Linked DNA regions of Mus musculus: all the other regions are linked to region 1. A link is a contact called in public HiChIP or PLAC-seq data. All regions are on one chromosome and are shown on one strand. The core of a region is the stretch at or near the end of the contact, and the rest is flanking DNA. Distances in the headings are between cores, read along the strand shown.

Region 1 (3,171 bases), core at 362-2,861:
CAACTGACAACTCCACAGAGTGCCCAGCTAAGCCAACTTGCTTCTCAGGGTACCGTATGCCCTGTCTTCCAGTAGGGCTAAAGTGGATGCTGCACAAAGCACAGCTTACGGTGGCAGTGGGCACACGAGGGCAGCAGGCAGCTTCCTACACTCACCTCTTACTACACTGTGGGTAGATGGGTTATTCTGAGCTGCCACAATAGTGAAGCCACAGAGGAAAGGATGCCCACTTCCTTGTCCCATCAGAGCCCGTGATAGATGTTAGGCTGTGAATTTCTGGGTACTCTTAGAATGAGTCTCATTTGGTCTAATCAGTATTATGTGACTTTGTGTATGGTACCATCACCTCTGACCACTTCTAATGTCACAGAGATTGGGAAGAGAGCTGAGAATGTCTCTCTGTGGCTCCTGCTGTTCATGCAGATGAGCCAGCATTGCAGCAGGTATAGGGAGCATGCATTCTCTGCAGCTGCAATGAGACACTGGCTGACAGACGAGAAAGACAGTGCCCACACTCCATTACAACAACCCTTCTTCAGAACAACCCTCCCGCCCCCCAGCAACTGGTGGGCGACACAAAACAATGGCTTAGGAACAAGATTACAGAGGCTGGCTGCATACAAGACCAATCTCGATAGAGTCTCATGGAACCCTCAGGTCTGCGCACGTCTGACCAAACCAAAGATTTTCCTGTGGAGCGGCCAGTCTGAGCTCAGACGTCTTTGGCAAATCAGAGATGTGGTAAAGGCCAAGAACATTCCACAAAACATGCTGTCTTCTTCCACGGAGCTATTGTTAAGACTTAACCACAGGGTGTGGGTAACACACTGGTGTGGACATTGCACAGAGTGTGAGCTCCAGAAATGCTTGCCTGCTTCTTTGTGATCGAGATGCCCCCTTTTATCAATAGCAAAAGGAAGGAGGGGAGGTGCCTGTAAGAAGATAGATTGCAGATAGTCTTAATCCTTTTAGCATCCTGTGAGGTGCCTGGTACATAGTGGAACTTCAGCAAGATTTGTAGACAGGCCAATGTTACTGTCTGGAATCTAACAGCAGTAAATACTGCTGTGGTTGTCATTGTTATTAGAAAGGTGCCTGCCACTCAACAGACATTTGGTCAACATTTGCCGAATAAATACATGGCTATATCTGTCCCCACTCTCATATGGAAGTGGTTTCCCCAGCAAGGCTTCTTGGATCCCTGAGACTCTGCCTACAAAGGAAGAGAATGCAGCTGGGTGGAAGAGCTCTCCTGCCCTTGCCAGGGACCTGGGGACTGAGTTCAGGAAGGTCAGACATTATGGCCTGTCAGCTTGTCCCACACAGGGCTGCTCCTTACTACAATGAAGACAGGTTAAGAATGTGAACTTGCCACTGAAATGGGGGGATTAAGTTTGTGGCAACTTCAACTGAACTTGCAACGTGGTGAAACATGGGGAAAAAGAACAACAGAGCTAATTAGACGAGCTGAGCTGTCAGAGTGCTGCTGAATGGCTCAGCGCCAACAAACAAAAGGAATGGGTTGGCAATCAGCAGGATCGATGGAGGAGACTGCTTCATTAGGGATGATAAAACAGACAGAGGAGGGAGAGGAGGGAGGGGTGAGGGAGGGTGGGAAAGACACAACGGACCAGAGACAGTCACCCCTGTGGTTACAGACCCACCCAGAGTCACACATTCCTCACTGGTGTAGGATTATCATTATAGACAAACACCCAAATGCACCAGGGCTCAGAGACTGCAGTGTATATACAGTCTTACAAACAGATATCCACAAAGGCAGGCATTAAGAGGTAATGGTGCATTCTCTCTCTCTCTCTCTCTCTCTCTCTCTCTCTCTCTCTCACACACACACACACACACACACACACACACACACACACACACACCCCATGCAGTGGCAGGCTACAACCAGGCCTAGACACACAGACAACTGGTTTAATCAAAGACAATGCAGATAAACCCCTGTGTATTTCAGCAGTACCATCCTTCTTCTGGGGTGCTTAGCAAGGGTGAAGCCTGGGTGGAGGGGAAAACCACTCTCATACACAACAGGGGCTGGCCCACCACTGCTAAGATCTCAGCAGCACCAGGGGAGAGAATGCTAAACAGGGCTTTCCAGATCTGTTTGGGGGGACTAGAGAGGAAAGTTGGGAAGCCAGCCAATTCCCCACCGGATTCAAAACCTGAGAAATCTAAGTCGGCAGGGTTAAGTGTGTATTGAATACAAAAGCACCAAGTACATTTGATTTTAATGGTGAGCAAGAAATAATAAATAGCTGATAAAGTGCTTCACATGTGGCCCACAGCAGCCTGCCTCTCCCTTCTCCCTGGTGGCTCCAGACACTGCCCTTCATCCAGGAGACACCAGCATGATTTTCTTTTGCTCTTTCTTTCTCCTTATTAAGAAGACCCCTCAGACCCTCTGGTCATAGCCAAGCTCCAGCCACAGGTGCTGGGCTACACAATCCCTCCTGTCAAGGCTGAGTGCCTACCATCCCATGGCTTTTCCACCCAGGCCAGCAGCTGTTGTACTCAGCCATGTTTATAGCCAGTGACCTGGCAAATCCTGACATAGAATCATGTCAGGCTGTCCTCTCTGTGACCCTTAAGAGTTCCATGATCCAGGTCTCTCGAGTTTCTTTCCATCCAGTGTGGGCTGGTGTCTATGAATGCATCCAGAATACATAATAGTCCCTGTGGCCTGGGAACCCTGGGTCCCGTACAACATATCTTCTAGCCTCCTAGTCTGTCTCTCAGTGGGTATGCTTGCAGAAGAGGGGAAGCCCAAGAACACGGCCAGTGAATTACCTCTTGCCCTGGCTAGGGGCAGAGGCAGACACTACCCAGTCTTCTTTTGGGACAACATTGCTTCCTCAAGTTCTCAGGTGCTTGGGCACCCTACAGTTTACCCAATTCCCACAATAATGAGACTACAGTACACAAGAGCTGTCTCTAGTACTTGAGCTACCATGCCTTGAATCACATTGAACCCCTGGCTGTCCTAGAGCCCAGGCCTCTAAGACTGCCTGGAGCTCCCTACCAACTACCTATGGCTGCCAAAAGCCATCTGTTGAGAACTTGAGAGGTAGGTCTGGTCTCAAAGGCCAGCTGGTCTCTTACTATCTCTGTAGTCTTGGTTATGAAGACCAAGGGAAATGACATCTGCCT
Region 2 (2,802 bases), core at 299-2,798, 790 kb after region 1:
TGCCCCCCTCTGACATATGCCTGGCTTTCTGCTGTCTTCACAAGACCTAGCCAGTGGAAAGGAACACTCTGAACTGGCCCAGGAGTAACACATCTTCCACTCTTTTGTCAGAGAATTACACACTGAGCCAAGAGACAGAACAACACAGTAGTTGATTCCAGCAAAACAACTCCAAAGTCAGACTGGTAAAAGTTCATATTCTGACCTCATTGCTGTAGCCATGTGTGTAACCTCACACAGGTTACTGATTTTCTTACAGCTGGTTTTCCTTCCCTCACAGGGTAGATTACAAAACACTGACCTCCAGTAAACGGCTCAAACTACAGCCACCTCATTCACTATCCTCCCCCAAAAGCAACACTTCCATGACAGACTTGTGCTATACTCAGGTCTACCACACAGGACTCTCTGTGAGCTTTCATATGGGAAGGAAGGCTCTTACCTCTCTACACCATAAACTACTGTCTAGTGTGAGATCCTCTTAGTGGCTGCTATGTGACATTTTCAACCTACTACTAACCAGAAGACATTCACCATGTTTTAGAAAGCCAATTTTGTATACACTGTCATAGAAGGCGTTTTATTGCCTACATCTAATCCTCTCAGCGAACTACCGGTAGGTCTCTGAAACTTAGCTTGCAGACATGCATTGGGAGCCATGATGTAAGTGCAGTAAAAACAGACCAACAGCCTAGTCTAGTCCTCCAGCACCTAAGCCACAACCATACTGAACTTATGTTCATTTCCCTCTGGGACCATCCTAATGATAAACGCAACAGATTTTTTTGAATTAAATAATGCAGATTTCTGCCACTACTGTCCCTCTGCACAGAAGATATGAAGTCTGCAGCTTTGCTTCTGTTACACACACACACACTCACACACACACACACACACACACACTCACACACACACACACACACACACACTCACACACACACACACACACTCACACACATACACACACACACACACACACACACACACACACAATCACTTCTAAGATTTGCTGTCAGAGCAGCATATTGATATCAAGTCTTCCATTATTTAAATGGATCTATAGCTGCCCACAATGACAGATTAATCCTGTTTCTTCAGGAGCTAGGTGTTTGGCATCACGTTTGTGAGATAACCACAAGCCTTTAGGGCGATAGCTGCTCACATCTTTAGCAATCTGCAAGGGCTTCTCTAGAGGCCAGCACTGGTCGAGAAATGAAATATGACTCCATAAATCAGCTGGCTGAAGTGGCACTTGTATGCATCACCATCTATCTTCCTACTTTCCCTCTGAAGGGGACAGGGTAAGAGCTCATCACTCGCTCCTGCAACCAGAGAAAGGGCCATCACAGTGGGCACTGACAAAGCACGTGCTACTTAAAACTGAAGCCACACTAAGACTGGGGGAAGGATCCCGCTGGTGTTAGCATGCCTCAGGCAGTGGTAGAAGCTTCAGCAAGTCATCTTCAAAAGGCAGAGAGCCAGAGCTCTAGAAACCTGCAAAAATTGGCTAAGCCTGCAGTCTTCATTGCTTTAAGTTGAGCATCTTCAAAGTCTAGAATTCTAACTGTAGGGCACGCAGCTGCCACTGCAGATCTGATCCTCTCAGCTTTTGGCAGCTCTCAACTTGAGATTCTAGCAAAAGAATTTTTCAAGTTGCTATTATTGCCTGTCATAGATTTATAAATATTGTGCACTATCTGCTGTGGCATGGCTCTCATGGGACGTCAGAGCATGCCAAACGCATAACAGAATGAAAACAGTTTCTATTCTTCAAATAAATGCTAATTTTTAAACTGTGCTCACAATGTGTTTGGTGACCAGCTCCAACGGCACAGAATACGTATTGGGGGGGGGGGGGGCGACTGTCTTCTCCAGCAGCATTCAGCTGCTGCTTTCATTAAGCTTGTTTAATTAGATTCCAGATGCTAATTTGCAAGTCGATACCAGAGGGTGCAGGACAGTTTGCCTTTGAATCCACTCCCTGTGATGTCAGGGTCCTGCCGCACACCGCTAGCCTTCGGCGGCCTTCGCACAGTATTCTGACAATTAGTGCAAAGAGGGGACAGTATTGATCTTGACAGACTAAATATTAATCTTCTACCCATTTTAATGAATTGTAATCTTCAAGAGTTGAAATTTCTCACCGGGTCAAATGAAAACATTCCTTCTTATAGAGAAAGGGACTAGAAGGAGAGGTGCCCTAAGTTAACCGTCCAAGAGCTTCATTCTTTCTCACCCCAAGGCCAAGTCTGCACTTCTTGGACTAACATAATATTTCCAGGTACTTTAGTCACATTCCTTAAAACTGAATGGAAAATGATCTGAAAAGCCACAGTATGATTAACACTAGAGCCCCCATCCAGCTATCCGTGGATAACAATCACTATCAGGTTTCTTACATAAGCGTTCGCTGGCTAGCTACTTGTTTCTCTGAAACTCAATGAAGGCAAGCCCAAGGCTCAGACGACCTACAATAGATAGCAGAGGCCCATCTCAGGGTGCTTAAAAGTCCCTGCTGGGTTGACAGCAGCTTTTCTGGACTGTTCCTTCTCAATGAGCACTTGCTTGCCCTGTGCCCCATCTTCTGCCCCAGAGTACTTAATGGCATGTCTCTAGCACTGTAGAGAAGCGTGCTGCCAGCCTTCCTGTTGTCTCAAAAGTACATTCTGAACTTTCCAGACAGAAAGGAAAGAAAGTCCCTTTGGGTCGTCAGGTGGTTTTTGATGACTCAGATTTAGCTTTAGCTCATGGTCCTCCTGCCTTGACAAACAAGTACTACTGAGAGCTGGAAGCTGAAGAACA
Region 3 (3,231 bases), core at 35-2,534, 580 kb after region 1:
TGTCTGGTAGCAATTTCCTCCGAATTGAAACATTCCACCACCTACCACCCACCATCCACCCTGAGGGAGGAGGCAGGCTAGTCAGATTCAAGAAGCTGTAAATCAGCTGAAATTTATAAGACACACAGGCCCCTTCCCAATGTTGTAGTCACACTCCCTTTGAGTCCCAGGCTATGGGGAGGGAGCAGGGGCGTTCATAGCAATGTGCTATCCTCATGAAACAATGGAGCAAGTTACCCAACTGTAACTGAGCCAAGATAAATCCTTCCTCTCTCAAGGTATTTTCTGAGATATTTTGCCAAAGAGATTTGTCAAGTTAGCTGGGCTCACCTGAAGCATACTCAGACACCTACACTAGCCCACAGTTCGAAGCTATCTCACACGCAGCCTGTTATAGAAGGAGGTGCTCCCTGTCTCACCAACTTTACTGAATCCTGCACTGAATTTGATGGCAGATGTGCACTCTGGTGCCATGGCAGGGGACAGCCACCATAAAGGAGCCATCTGTGTCAGTAACCATTCTCACTGCTGAGGCTTCCTTTCTATTCAGCCCAGGACCCTGGTCCAAAGAATGGAGCCACCCGCATGGGTCTTCCCGCCTCCATCAAACCTTCTGAAAAATCCCTCAGAGACAGACACAGAAGTGTGTCTCCTAAGCAATTCCAAATCCAGTCTGCTGGCCATGAAGATGAACTATCACATCATCTGCACCTGCTTAGCGCCTGTTGTATACAAGACAGAGGATGTCCACGTGTTTAAGATGATGGAGCAGCTCCTACCCCAGCTTTGAGGCGATCTGCATGGCCTTGGGCCAACCTTCCCTCCATTTTGGGTCTAAGTTTCTCCATTGGTAGCAAGTTCTGTTCGACTTAAAGGTCTTGGTCATCACACTCTGCCCATGTGCTCTGTCAGAGACCTACTCTTTGGTCCCAGACAAGCCCCTGCCCTCTCTCAACTCTAGTTTGCTCATCTGTAAAATGGGAGGTAGGGACAGCTTTCCCCCCGACCTATGAGCATGTGCCTTGCTCCCCACCTCCCTGCCCAGCCCAGGTTCCACAGTCCCTCAGCGTACTTAGCTTCTTCCACGAGGCTCATCAGGATGCAACATACTTTAAATAGCATCTGCATGACTGGCTGGGGTTTTTTTTTTTTTTTTTTTTTTTTTTCTTCCCAGAGAAGCTTTCTACAAAGTGTGCCAAGTGGCAGCTGTCAGGGCCGAGGTGGCATTTCCCTCAGTGATGCTGACAGCAGCTGTCCCGGCGCAGGCTGAATGGAATGGAAATGACATCATGTTTATTCAGGAAAGACGTTCCCAGGCCCAGATCAGTGTCAGCAAGATTCTGGGATGCAAGGAACGAACACTCGCCCGAGACCATCAGTCAGCGGGGCTCCTCTCTTGTTGCACACACGATGCTTCAAGCCATAAACACCTCACACACCAACGTGAACCATGCATGCTCCACCCTTTTACATTCATTTCTTGGAGACTTCCACGTGTACGACACCCCTCACACACATACTAACATGAGCCCCACACCCCACACATACACATCACACATATACACACAGTTCAAGCCACACCCTCTCACATTCAACACTCAAGGACCTCCATATACACCACATCCCTTACACAAACACATATCAACACAAGCATACACACCATACACAGCAACACAGTACGCAACACATCTCTCCACACTCAACACCCTCAACACCCACCTACACTGCCTACCCCCCATCTCACACATATGCAGATACACACACATGAGTCATATATCTCACATAATACACCCATACACAAACACACAATATAAACCATATACTTCATACATGCACATCTGAAAGGTGCATACCACACCCTATATACTCAACACCCACAGACTTCCACATACACCATACCCCTGGTACAGACCAGAACAGACTTCACACCTCACATATGTATCCCTGATGCACACTCTACATATTTCTCACATAAACACATGCCATCATGACACCCCCCCCCCCTACACACACATACCCCATAAACATAAATCACCAGAGGCTACATTACCATGGTATTATGGTAATATGCCATAGGGTCACAGACACAGACACACCCAGGTGACATACACAGATTATTGAGACCACTCACATTCTGCATTCAGAACCATGCCACTACCACACTCAGATGGGGGTTCTGCACAGGATGGAGAGAAACTCCAGCCCTAAAGATATCAGCGCTCTCTCTCTCTCTCTCTCTTCTGAGAGATGCCTACTGAACTACCCTGTCAGTCTTGGCTTATGTGAAGATTGAATGGTAGAGGTGATACCCTGTGCGAGAATAGCTTGAGCTAAATCCAGACCCCATTGCTCCTGCCACCTTCTAGGTATATGGATTACCTGTACTGAGCCCCTCGGTTCCCATGTCATTCAAACAAGAAGTGTTAGATACCTAGTGGCTCCCATGGGCTGGCTAGGTGGCTTCTGCCATGCTTTGAGACCTGTGGGACTGCATGAGGTTGTCGGTGAGTATGCTGTGGGCTGGGCCTGGCTCAGCATGAACAGTCCTCTGGTTCCACAACACAGGCCTGGCTATAACATGGAACATTGTGGGGATGAAGCAACAGAAGCTGAAGATGACTTATGCCTTAGCTTCCTGTCTCCTGTTTGTCAGAGTAAGTCCTAGGGCCAGCCCATGTTGGACTTGCGGCTGGCAGACACTTTTTACGTATCACTATTCCATCCTGCTGTGGAGCCCCATGGAAACACCCAGTCTCTCCCTGTGATGTTACAGCTATTGAGACATTACAAAGAAGAAGGAGGAGGAGGAGGAGGAGGAGGAGGAGGAGGAGGAGGAGGAGGAGGAGGAGGAGAAAGTCTTCTCTCTGTGTCTCTCTGTGTATGTGTGTCTCTCTCTTGTCTGTCTCCCTCCTCTCCCCTCTCCCTTTTCCCTCTCCTCTCCTCTCTCTCTTACTCTTGTTCTCTCTCTCACTCTTGTTCATTCTCTCTCTCTCTCTCTCTCTCTCTCTCTCTCTCTCATGCTGGGACCTGAAGCCAGTCCAGCATTGGGCTTCTAGTTAGCTCTACTGTAACCAAGCTATTGGGTTTTGCTGTTTCTCCTCTGCCCAGCTCCTCAGCTTTGATTCCACAACGTACCCCCCCCCCCAAAAAAAAGTCAACATGCGGTTCCTGACCTTAGACAATGAACTCGTGGCTGCCATTTGTGGAGCACTACTGTGTGCCAGGCACCTT
Region 4 (3,015 bases), core at 242-2,741, 730 kb after region 1:
TTCGACCTTTCCTACCTGTAGGGAGCTGTGTAGCCTGCCACACAGACATGGCGCCGGATGCTCCCAGGCCTGGGGTGTGGCCCTGTACTTTATTCAAAGATGTTTGGTTTCCGTTGAGGGGCAGCTCCACATCTGCAGCTCTGTGCATGGAGAAGAGGGGCACAGGAATGGACAGAAAGCTCTCGTGTGTCCTGGGCCACTGTCGACCTCTGCTTTGGTCTGAATTATGTTTGGCTCTCTTTGGTCTTGTGCTCTAGAGATGGCCTCTCTGTGCCCAGATCACCCTGGCTTTTGATGCCTTAGAGGGCTCAGCTGCCTTTGGTTCTGCTCTAAAGGTGGCTTTGAGTGCCTTTGCCACACTCATTGCCTTTGCACACTGTTCCCCGACCCAGAATGCCCTTCCCAGTCTCCCTCCAGACCACAAGGCCAGATACTACTCTCTGAGGAGACTTCCCACTCATGACCCATACCTGTGTGTGTTTCCTGCACCCACATGCATTCCCCCACACCCGTGCGCATGCCCCCTGTGTGGCCCTGGCCTTGGGATGTTTACTCCTTCAGGGGTCATCTATGCCTACTAGATGGAGGATGTCTCTAGCCTCGTGCACAGAGGCATGCTCTATACCACTGAGTCGGCGAAATACATCTGTATTTCAAAATACACCCTTATGTGCAGTGGACCGCCTAGGGTGTGGCTATATGAGGCAGGCCCAGGTCAGCTCTCAGGGAGCACAAAATCTCCTGGGATAGAAACATTAAAATACCCAACAGAAGGGACCCCCATAGCTCCAGAGTCCCCGTGAAGCAAGTGAGAGGGATGATCTCTGTAAGAAAGGGACAGACAGTGGCCTGCAGGGTGGCAAGCTTGGTGCCTGCTCCAGATCCTTAAGGACCCTGTGGGCAGGGTCAGCTTTTTCCTGAGGCTGTAAGACATAAATCAGAGGGATATTAAAGACAGCCATATTCCTGCTCCATGGGAGACTGTCATTGCTTCTGACACCCTAGTTCTGGGTAGAAGACTAAGGGTCTGCCCATTGTGCAAATTTTAAACTGCACAGACAGCTGCTCAGAGAGCCAGGTGGGTTTTGAATTTGTATTTGCTTGCAGTCTTGGCTGTGTTGTGATCTATGGCATAGGGCTATGTCAGCCCAAGAGAGGGTCTTACTACCGACCCACACAAAGATGACACCTGAGCTCATGGACAGTGGGCGCAAGTATGCAGACTGTCCCAGGACAACTATGTGGTTTGCGCTGGATGTGGTGGTCAATTTCCAGGTAGAAACTGGGGAGGCACAGCTCCTGAGCTGGGCCAGGACATGACGCTGATGGCTGGGGCAGCGGGGCCTGCTTAGGTAATGTAGCCATTTGTCACATTAAGTCATTCACTAACAATCGAATCCCCCTTGATTAATCTCCCAGAATTAGCCAGTTGCATTTCGAGCAATTAGGGTTAATTACAGGCTCATTTGGCAGAGGAGAGAGGCCCGTAATTATTTCTCGTGCGAGGCGAGGCGAGGCGAGGAGGCAGCGGTGACAGTGTCCTCGGCTGCTTGTCGCACATGTTGGAGCGGGTGATGACATAGTTAAGTGTAATTAGATGCAATCACTCAGTGTCGGCTGCTCTGGGCAGTGGCTGTCAGGCAAGGATGCCCTGGTCCCACCTGTGTACCTGGCCAGGCTTGAAAACTTGGGGTGCATGGCCAAGTGTGCTGTGCTAGCTCCAGGCTGGGATGGAGATGGAGGCTCAGTCCTCTCAGTGCCTATGTCTTGACCCCATCCGGGGAGTGTGGCACAAACCTGTTCATGTCAGCATCCTGAAATGCTTGGAATGGAGTGGAGTCTCTTTATGGCAGGAGGTGTGTGACCCAGCAAGCCATCCTTGGAACAAGGAATGAGGCTGTACCTGCTCTGAGGATGGGAACAAAGTGTCTCCGCCTCAGTTTTCTCATCTGTAGAGCATAGACAATGCTAGCACCACCATCCTGAGACATCTGCAGAGTCTCATTTACATGATATGATTTAAACATCCAGCATGGGACCCAGCACCATGTATGTCAAGGAAATGCCATGTGTAGACCATTCGTTCGTTCATTCGTTCGTTTGTTTGTTTACTTTTTGGTTTTTCAGGGTTTTTCTGGCCCTGGCTGTCCTGGAAAGCCCTCCAGACTTCACTGGAACTCACTTTTGTAGACCAGGATGGCCTCAAACTCACAGAGATTCTCCTGTCTCTGCCTCCGCGAATGCTGGGATTAAAGGTGTGCCCCAACACACCCAGCTATAGACTTTACTTTTATAATTGAAAAATTACGATGAATTGTTTCAAAGCCAAAGCTCTCACAGTTATATTTACCCTCTCAAGGCAGAAAGGTCAGGAGTTCCTAACAGTCCACCTATGGCTTTGTTAACATTTTAGTCCCAAAGCTAGTGGTTTTACAGAAACCAAGGGAGCCAACAGCACATGGAAATCTGTCTGCTGAATCCTACCGTTGGCCTGTGAGGTCCACAGTCACTGAGAAAGGCTAGGCTTTGGCTGACATCCCAGTGAATGGACATACAAAGTCAAAAGGGGAAAGCCATGGAGAACCAGGTAGCTTGTATGAAAGGGGAAGGTTTCCTTGTGTGAGAAATCCCTGCTGATGTCCCTGTCTTCAGGAACCTGCTCTGGGCATTCTGTGTCCACTTTTATTTGGAGAGAGGCATGTGCATACTCTGCAGGGGTCTGGGGGCAGCTGTCCATGGGTGTGTTTCACAGAACAAAATTTATATGCAAACCCTCTCAAAGATGTGATGGTGGATGGGTAAAGTTTAATGACCAAATTCTAATGGCTATCAAAACTCAAGGAGCTGGAAAGATGGCTCAGTCAATAGTGTACCTGCCGTGCAAGCATGACCTGAGTTCAGATTTTAGCATCCACGTAAATGTTGTACACAGTGGCGTACTTCTGTAACCCAGAACCAGGAAAGAGGGAGGCATGTGAGTCTCTGGGGGCTCACTGACTATCCAGCCCCTCTGAA

What was found. HiChIP or PLAC-seq counts read pairs in DNA pulled down with a chosen protein or histone mark.
Region 2: an H3K4me3 HiChIP or PLAC-seq map of embryonic basal ganglia shows a contact between it and region 1, with 5 times the contacts expected there. The contact joins two enhancer-like sites. A contact is called at or near these places in 2 of 15 datasets of contacts at CTCF or cohesin (large pre-B cells and pro-B cells), 16 of 484 Hi-C or Micro-C datasets (the AtT-20 cell line, the C2C12 cell line, cerebellum and 9 more), 3 of 115 datasets of contacts at active chromatin or transcription factors (astrocytes, embryonic basal ganglia and embryonic forebrain) and 1 of 9 other capture datasets (embryonic stem cells).
Region 3: an H3K4me3 HiChIP or PLAC-seq map of embryonic basal ganglia shows a contact between it and region 1, with 5 times the contacts expected there. The contact joins two enhancer-like sites. A contact is called at or near these places in 28 of 484 Hi-C or Micro-C datasets (B cells, the BV-2 cell line, the C10 cell line and 23 more), 2 of 115 datasets of contacts at active chromatin or transcription factors (embryonic basal ganglia and embryonic stem cells) and 1 of 9 other capture datasets (embryonic stem cells).
Region 4: a contact with region 1 is called in an H3K4me3 HiChIP or PLAC-seq map of embryonic basal ganglia, with 5 times the contacts expected there. The contact joins two enhancer-like sites. A contact is called at or near these places in 1 of 15 datasets of contacts at CTCF or cohesin (large pre-B cells) and 2 of 115 datasets of contacts at active chromatin or transcription factors (embryonic basal ganglia and embryonic stem cells).

Annotation. Positions count from the first base shown.
Region 1 is chr2:37,817,425-37,820,595 of GRCm38.p6, forward strand. The region is part of intron 19 of Dennd1a (DENN/MADD domain containing 1A); the gene reads right to left. Among named protein-coding and RNA genes, the nearest start is that of Crb2, 43 kb to the left of the region's middle. Within about 2 kb of position 1,612, at least 24 of the 459 cell types and tissues checked have an H3K27ac peak or open chromatin away from gene starts, as enhancers often do. A contact at or near this core is called in embryonic basal ganglia and muscle stem cells, where this site is marked.
Region 2 is chr2:38,607,658-38,610,459 of GRCm38.p6, forward strand. The region is part of intron 6 of Psmb7 (proteasome (prosome, macropain) subunit, beta type 7); the gene reads right to left. Among named protein-coding and RNA genes, the nearest start is that of Psmb7, 35 kb to the right of the region's middle. Within about 2 kb of position 1,549, at least 36 of the 459 cell types and tissues checked have an H3K27ac peak or open chromatin away from gene starts, as enhancers often do. A contact at or near this core is called in embryonic basal ganglia, where this site is marked.
Region 3 is chr2:38,394,142-38,397,372 of GRCm38.p6, forward strand. No RefSeq gene overlaps it. Among named protein-coding and RNA genes, the nearest start is that of Gm13584, 27 kb to the left of the region's middle. Within about 2 kb of position 1,285, at least 19 of the 459 cell types and tissues checked have an H3K27ac peak or open chromatin away from gene starts, as enhancers often do. A contact at or near this core is called in embryonic basal ganglia and muscle stem cells, where this site is marked.
Region 4 is chr2:38,550,715-38,553,729 of GRCm38.p6, forward strand. All of the region lies in intron 2 of Nek6 (NIMA (never in mitosis gene a)-related expressed kinase 6), which reads left to right. Among named protein-coding and RNA genes, the nearest start is that of Gm35808, 19 kb to the left of the region's middle. Within about 2 kb of position 1,492, at least 7 of the 459 cell types and tissues checked have an H3K27ac peak or open chromatin away from gene starts, as enhancers often do. A contact at or near this core is called in embryonic basal ganglia, where this site is marked.